Regions from separate parts of the Mus musculus genome. Here region 2 is linked to region 1. Evidence: chromatin contacts called from public HiChIP or PLAC-seq data. All regions are on one chromosome and are shown on one strand. The core of a region is the stretch at or near the end of the contact, and the rest is flanking DNA. Distances in the headings are between cores, read along the strand shown. Region 1 overlaps Pik3r1 (phosphoinositide-3-kinase regulatory subunit 1). Region 2 has its middle 80 kb from the start of Gm41044.

What was found. HiChIP or PLAC-seq counts read pairs in DNA pulled down with a chosen protein or histone mark.
Region 2: a BATF HiChIP or PLAC-seq map of CD8 T cells shows a contact between it and region 1, with 5 read pairs. The contact joins two enhancer-like sites. A contact is called at or near these places in 2 of 115 datasets of contacts at active chromatin or transcription factors (CD8 T cells and embryonic stem cells) and 1 of 9 other capture datasets (adipose tissue).

The regions. Positions count from the first base shown.
Region 1 is chr13:101,704,468-101,708,263 of GRCm38.p6, reverse strand. The region is part of intron 4 of Pik3r1 (phosphoinositide-3-kinase regulatory subunit 1); the gene reads left to right. Among named protein-coding and RNA genes, the nearest start is that of Pik3r1, 62 kb to the left of the region's middle. Within about 2 kb of position 1,598, at least 42 of the 459 cell types and tissues checked have an H3K27ac peak or open chromatin away from gene starts, as enhancers often do. A contact at or near this core is called in CD8 T cells, where this site is marked.
Region 2 is chr13:102,092,285-102,096,080 of GRCm38.p6, reverse strand. No RefSeq gene overlaps it. Among named protein-coding and RNA genes, the nearest start is that of Gm41044, 80 kb to the right of the region's middle. Within about 2 kb of position 1,795, at least 26 of the 459 cell types and tissues checked have an H3K27ac peak or open chromatin away from gene starts, as enhancers often do. A contact at or near this core is called in CD8 T cells, where this site is marked.

The DNA of each region.
Region 1 (3,796 bases), core at 349-2,848:
CAGCTCCGACACACCATTACTTAGGAGACACCAATTCATTCTGCCAAATGGTGGCTTCGTATGGCTTCCTCTTTTCCTTTTCCATATAGGATAAAGTAGTACAACTTACCCTGGCTGCCTTCCTTCTCATGCCAGCTTCTCTCTCTCAAGCCCTTCGTCCCTTCACAGTATTCTGTCCCTTTCTGTTTCTTTCTTGGAGCTTTCTACCATGCATCCTTTACCCACGTTTGTAGATTTAAATGAAAGAGTTGCATTTGCTGCTGTTCTTATTCTGGGCAAGGTTCTGTCAAAACCCTGCTCGAATGGGGCTGCCCACGTGACCCTCACAAGGTAACCCTTTGAAGAGAGAAGCCACTTCGGGATTAGGCAACTCAGGGAATTTCTACAAAAGGTGTTTCTTAGAGGAAAGATCGAGACTAGATGCTTATCAGTGCTTGCTTTCACTTGAAGCAAACCCAACCAAGTGTCTGAACTCGGGTCCCTCGTGTGCCTTGAACTCAGCTGAGCATGCACAGGGAGGGCTGCATTGCTTTTTTGTGTGCCCCGTGCTCTTACCAACTGGGCCACTGGAAGCTGACGGGCAGGAGCCTTACTGGAGTGGTAAGGAAACGCTGAATTTTGCTCTCTGCCAATTAAAATAGAATTACATGTTTTGGTTACAAAAAAGGGGGGGGGGTGTTGTGAAATTGAACACATGCTAAAAGTCACAGGAAACGTAAAGACACCAGAAACTAATGAAACTATGAAAAGTTGTGGTTAAGGTTTTAATGTTACCAATACAAAAAACGATCCGGGTTAGCTTTGGAAAAAGTTTTTGCTTTTTTTCACACCACTCATGAGATGGCGTAAACCACCAAGATTCGCTCACGTCAGTCATGCATTTTGACAACTTTCCTTCCCCATTGACATCAAAAGCCACATGCAGAAAACTGGTACACGTTCCTAGCGAAGAAAGAGCAAACCTTATCCAAACTTGGGAGCTTGCACATCTGCCAGAGTGTCTCCGGGTGGTGGCCTTTTCAGTCCATGAAGCTATTAGAGTATCCATGGAAGCCTCAGTTTCACCTGACAGATGCTGGCTTTCAAATACCCATATAAATTTGCAGTGCCAGCCAGCCAGAGGTGGGCAGCCACCTGCTTTTCCTCGCCCTTTTACAGCATCTCATGTTAACTTGATGCTGCTGCTGCTAGTGACTCTTAAGTCTCCAGCAACAAAAGCCCCGATTAAGCAAATTCTTTTAACAGGATTTAGTGGTAAATTAGCAAAGTTGTGATTTATATCCAGATTAGATTAGTCTGGTTGTCCCAGCCTTCCTCTCACCTTCCTCATTTTACCCTAAAACATTTTTTTGTTGTTGTTGTTGTTGTTATTTTACTTGAGTTTTAATGGTCTGAATTTTCTCCTGACACCTTTTGGTTTCTCTTAACTTGAGTACGGCTTCTTCAACCTGGCGCTCTGACTGTGTTCTGCCGATCAAGAGTGGAAGAATATCATGCTCACTGCAGGGTATTTAGCCACATCCCTAGCCTCTACCCACCGGGTGCCAGTAGCATCCACCCCCAGTCATGACAGTCAAGAACAGTCTCCAAATAGTGCCAGACTCTTCCTACTCTACCCCCACGCCCTGGGAACCACTAAACCAGATAGAGATCAACCTGTGGCTGGCTGGGGGTTGGGGGGGTGGGACTTCCCCGGGGAACTAGAGTAGTGAAGCATTAAAGGAACTGGTTACCCATCAGTAGTTTGGTGAGGAGTGAAGTGAGGGACCAATACCTCTTAGCTGTGGGTAGCGAAGAGCTGCCCGGTGGTATTAATTCAGAAAGGGAACCATGTATTGCACATGTCAGAAAACCCAGGGCATGGGAGAAGTCACAAAAAAATAATAAATAAAACCAAGTGTACTCTATTGTCAACTCCCGTGGATTTATACACATGGGGAATTTATCCCAAGACTTGTGAAGCATAATTTCATTCAAACACTGTGAAGACTCCAAGGACCGGGCTTCCTAGATTCTTCATAAGGTCTCGGAAGTGAGCACCTCCCAAGGGCTCCAGACCTCATCTATTTACCACAGCTCTTGCGTTGGCTGCTGAGCAAGGCCGGAAGAGCAGGGGAGAGGCACACTCTGTCCTTGAGGCCCCCTAAGTGTGATGTGAGATTCATAAAACATACAAACTGCTTGCCAGGTGTCCTAGTGAAGGCATTGCTCATCAGCCCCTGCAGGAAGGAGCACTAAGGGGATGATGCCTGAGAGAGGAACATGGGACTGCAACACCTTTAAGTCTACACACGTCTCCTAATGGGTGCCACATATATTTTTCAGGATGAGCAAGTTTCGAGATACCCCTTTTCAAGGCAGAGAGACGAGACATGAGGCATACAAGGGCCACGTCTAGAGGAGCCAGAAACCTCAGATGCTCATATAATCTTAATTGGCATTACATCATTTCACAAATAATTGCTCAGTTTCAGGCTAGATCCTTTATGCAAAGGCCCAGCAGGGCCTGTGCACCTTTGTTAGCATGTGCTCTGTGGTCTTGTTAGCTCTCTAGGGTATTGAAGTTATCTTCTTAGGTCTTACCTCTTACAGTTTTTCCTTGACCTGGCCTATGTACATTTATACTAGGCTGTGGTGTCACAGTCTCAGACATCTGGCTACTTAGTGGGACAAGGTTTGCTTAATGGGATGATGTGCCCAAAGACTTTCTGTACCGCAGTCTCACCCCAGATTCCCATAGCTTCTCAGTTTGGAGGTCACTTCCCATAAAGGGATGGGTAACCTCATGTAGTGGTCATAAAGAAGTTGACAACACTAAAGGTTTCTGAGCTAAGATTTAAGTCAGACATGTAACACTCTAAGATGTTTTTTGGCCAGATTGACACACGCATCGCACTTCACTTTCGCTAGCCTTAGTTCTGAACATACAACATTCATGCTTCTCACTGTGTATGGGGGTCCATGTTGTCAGGCCACTTGCACCTAAGCTCAGATTCAACACTATTGTATGTTATGGATTATCTACACAGAGATTCCTGCCCCATAGAAACAGTGTGACCGAACTATAGAAGACTTTGACGTGAATCTTTCATCCTCAACATGTCTATCTTAGGATGTTTGTATACAGACACACACATACACATATATGCACATACACAAATATTAATATGTCTTTGGATTGAATTATATAAAGATGTTTGATCGTAAAAATTGTTCTTTGGGTTTCTTTTTTTTAAAAAAAAAAAAAGTTAAATAAATTTTGGGCTGGAATCATTAGGAAAGAATTTCCAGAAGTATTTGGAATGGCCCTTGACGTATAATTCCGTCATTTAGTATCATGGATTTATACAAAGCGACGTCCCAGCATTGACAATTTTTAAGTCAACATTGATTACCTCCAAAAGCACTGAAGATGCTCTGTATCTCGAAGCATCAAATACTCAGCTAAGATTTACTACCGCATAAGAATAAACAAAGAAATCTCTAATTAATATGCAAATTAGCTTTCACCTTTAATCAATGATAAAAGTTATATGTGTTCCTAGCAATTCTGGTAAAATAAACTGCTTTATAATTTCATTAAGTATTTGCTTTGTATGCCTGTTTTATGTACCTAACTATTTGGGATCATATACAAATTTCCTGGGTACAAAGAGATCATGAATGGGCAAAGGTTTTTTTGTTTGTTTGTTTGTTTGCTTGCTTGTTTTTAATTGAATGGGGCAAGTTTAAGGAGCCTGCTTTGCACTATCATCTTTAGTTCGAGGATAACCTAAATACTGTCCTCGCCTTACGT
Region 2 (3,796 bases), core at 546-3,045, 390 kb before region 1:
CAAAAGAGAAACTTGGCCATCCTTAGCTCTCTCATGTCAAAAGTCACATAGATTTGTTCTCTTTGTTACAGATGGAAATGGTCACAGAAAACCATAGTGAATCAACATGAGGAGACCAGTCTCAAAGGACAAAGTTTACCTAAGGTGTGTATATATATATAAAATTCCTGTACCCAAGGCTCAGAGATCATTGTGGAAAAGGAAGCAGAAAGAGTATAAGAGCCAGAAGAACAGTGGGTTTGCTGTGATATTATCTCCTAGGAATGTCAAAATCTACACCCATAAAACCTCACCAACATGATTTTGTAAACACGAGCCGAACAAAGATAATACTAGACAAGCTTATGGGCAGGGTCAGGGAGAAGCCCAAGAGGCTTCAACCCTACACCAAGAACTAAAGGTGCCTAAGAAATACTGAGAGCTAGAAAAATAGTCTTCCCAGGGCGAGCACACCAATTCATTACCAAATACTAAATGATCAGCCCTGACAGTGTACGTACAAGTAACTTTACACAGACTGCGAATTGTAGTTGTGCATAGTGTGGTGTGTGTGTGTGTGTGTGTGTGTGTGTGTGTGTGTGTGTGTGTGTGTGTGTTGCCCATGCACATATCTGTATGGAACCACAATTAATGAAAAAGAGGCCATGAGTTTGAAAGAGAGCAAGAAAGGATCTACGTGTAGGTTTGGATGTTGGAAGTTGAAGGGAGAAGTGATGTAACTATATTATAACCTCAAAAATAACCAAAGTAATAATTTTTCTTTTAAAGGAATTTAAAGTGAGTCTGAGATTGTGGGCAGCTATTGCAGCTAATAAGTGGTTTAGCTTTTCTCTTTCTCAGGCCTCTGTTTAACACAGATGTCCTTGCACGAAAGTTCGTGAATACTTTGAGACTGTCACCCCTACACTTTGCTGGTATGACTTGAGGGTTTCATTAATACTGACAATAGGCTGGATGTATAAACTAAAGCACTGCCAATGACCAAGGATGTCAGTAATTCTTGACTATAATGGGGTTCTTTCTAAAGTCCTATTTATATAGGCAGACATGAATGGTTATATTAATTGTTTATCAAAAATAACACCTATAGGTACATTTACTTTGTTATTTTAAATATATATATATATGTATATATATATATATATACATATATATATATATGTATATATATATATATATAAATGTATAGGATGGAGAGATGGCTCAGCACTTAAGGATACATACTGGTCTTGCAGAGGACTCAGCTTTGGTGGTTCCCAGCACCCATGCCAAGCAGCTCACAGTACCTGTGACTCAAGCTCCATCAGGACATGATGTCCCTGGCTTCCATGAACATCTGCACTCAGATACACAGACACATGCACACATATTCTTTTTAAAACAATAAAAATAAGCCTTCAAAAATAGATACATATTTATTTAAGTAATTCATATTTAAAGAGGACCACTGATTCCATTAGTAGCCTTAGAGTCCATTTAAGTACATTAATTAGTTAAACTAACCAAGCCCTATGAACAAAAACCTTGAAAGAAACAATATAAGGAAAGAAAAATCATTTTGCCTTATAATTTCAGAGGGCTCTATCATTCGTTGTGTGGCTCTGGGCACTTGGGCAGGAAACCACGGTGCAGGAAAGGATGGAGAAGCTGGGAAGCAGGAAGAACAGCTAAGCTGGCTGTGAGTTAGCTTCCTCTTTTTTACTCTGTTTTTTTTCTGTCCAAGAACCCAGAGCAGCAACAGGACTGATCTCATCCAGGGCAGATCTTCCTTCTCATTTCTCTGGAAATACCCTTGCAGACCCAAAAGAGGTTAGCTTTAGTCATTCTAGGCACCTCGCTAGCCAGCGGAGGTGACAACCACAGAGAAGACCTGGGAAAATAACAAAGTAGACAGTGATGCTATTTTCTGAACTTGCGATTCTCAGAAATTTAACTTTACTACATTGTAAATTTTGATCATCTGATACTGTGGGGCAAAGCCACCCTTGTAGCAACTTCTTGTCAAAGTGTAGAAAACCTCATTAATGTTCCCCTAACATACTACCTCCCTCATACTCAGGCCTGCGCTGCCAACTACCGTTACATCCACTGCAACCTGATCTTCTCTTCTAGAGCCACCATAAAGAAAGAACAAGTCGAGGAGGCAAAGAACAGACAATGATGACAAGAAGAAAATAATGTTTACCATTAATATGTGCTACTGAGGCTGCAGTGCGCATTCAACCTTACCGTGACTTGGTCTCTTTGATTACAAATTCTTCCTGGGCAGAGACTGTGTTATTCTTACCTATGCTGTGTGGTTGAGTGTGACTAGTGACAAGAACTCAGTCATGTGGCCCACAGAAAAAATAACAAGCAGAATGAAGGCAACAGGGTCTAGCATGCTGCATGCTGAAGTTAACATTGTAACCTGAACCATAGCAAAAAAAAAGAAAAAAAGAAAAAGCCAACTTCTCAAAGTTCCTATATTCTATATTTAATGTTGGAGTTCTCCAGATTATTAAGTTATTACTATTATTAAAAGTTAGCTCTACTTTTAATAAAATAAATTCATGATACTTAAATGTGGTTCTATAAAGATGCAGAGAAACATTTAAGTAATATACAATAAAATGTTTATTGTATTCTGTTGTGCTTTCAAAAGGTCTCTTATAATGAATACACACTCTATAATCATAGTTTTAAAGTGTCATTAAAATAGGTGGGAAATAAAGAGAAAGATGCATTTCACTACACCTCTTTCAGTGCACAGTTCTGATTTTTTTCCTACGTGTCTGAAGGAGAAACAGCCCCTGTAGAACCCAGCCCAAGATCTATCATCATCACCAGACCATCACTCATTGGATCAACAATGCCGGTATTTCTTTGGAAACTTCCCTCTCATAAGAATTCCACATGAACTGGGAATAAGATGTACATCCCAGAGCACAAGAGTGGAATTTAGATTAGCTGGCATTTCTCAGGTTAGTTGGTACAGCAAATAATAGAGCACAGCCCCATCTTTTGCAAAAGACTCTAAACTCTAAAGGACATTTCGTTGCTTTCTATGAAACACCTCTGTATGGAGGTAGATGTCACTGTGAATCTGCAGCTAACAGGACTTGGTATTAATGACATCTCCTGCTTGTGTTAGGCTGTTACTTTAATCGCTGATTGGTAGTACATGGCTTCCCTAAAGTATAGAACCTGAAGAAGGCTTTCTCATTAAAAATCTAGTAACTGATTTTATTTAAGGATAGGGCACCTGCATACTGTGGTACATTTGTAGAGGTCGGAGAAAAACTGGAGAAATTTGTCTCTACCTGTTGAGCCATCTTACCCGTTCAAGACTTTCATTAACCAGGAGTGGGGGGAGCAGTGCTCATAAATGTATGTTTATTCTTATTGAACTTAGGTGTCTCTAGGAATTCAAGAAGAGATATCAAGGAGGAGGATGAATACTTAAGATGCAAGTTTCTGTTTTGTCGATAGATGAAGGAACTGAAGTGACTGTCTGGCATGACATGTGAAGAACATGTAGAAGAGAGAAGAACTAATATCCAACATAGAATAACTGCAACGTTCAATAGCCCGGAAAAGATACCAAAGCATCTAAGACCAGAAGGAAACCTGGAAGAGTGTGGGGTCATGGAGGATGGGCAGACATGCTGTATTAGTATATTTAGCCAAGTTTAAAAGCTGCTCAAAGGCCAGATAAGATAAGGAGCAAAGATCATTCATTGAATTGCAACAACAAATAGGTCACTCATCATTGCAGCAAGGGATGCGGAGGACAGAACAAGGAGGTTGGAATTCT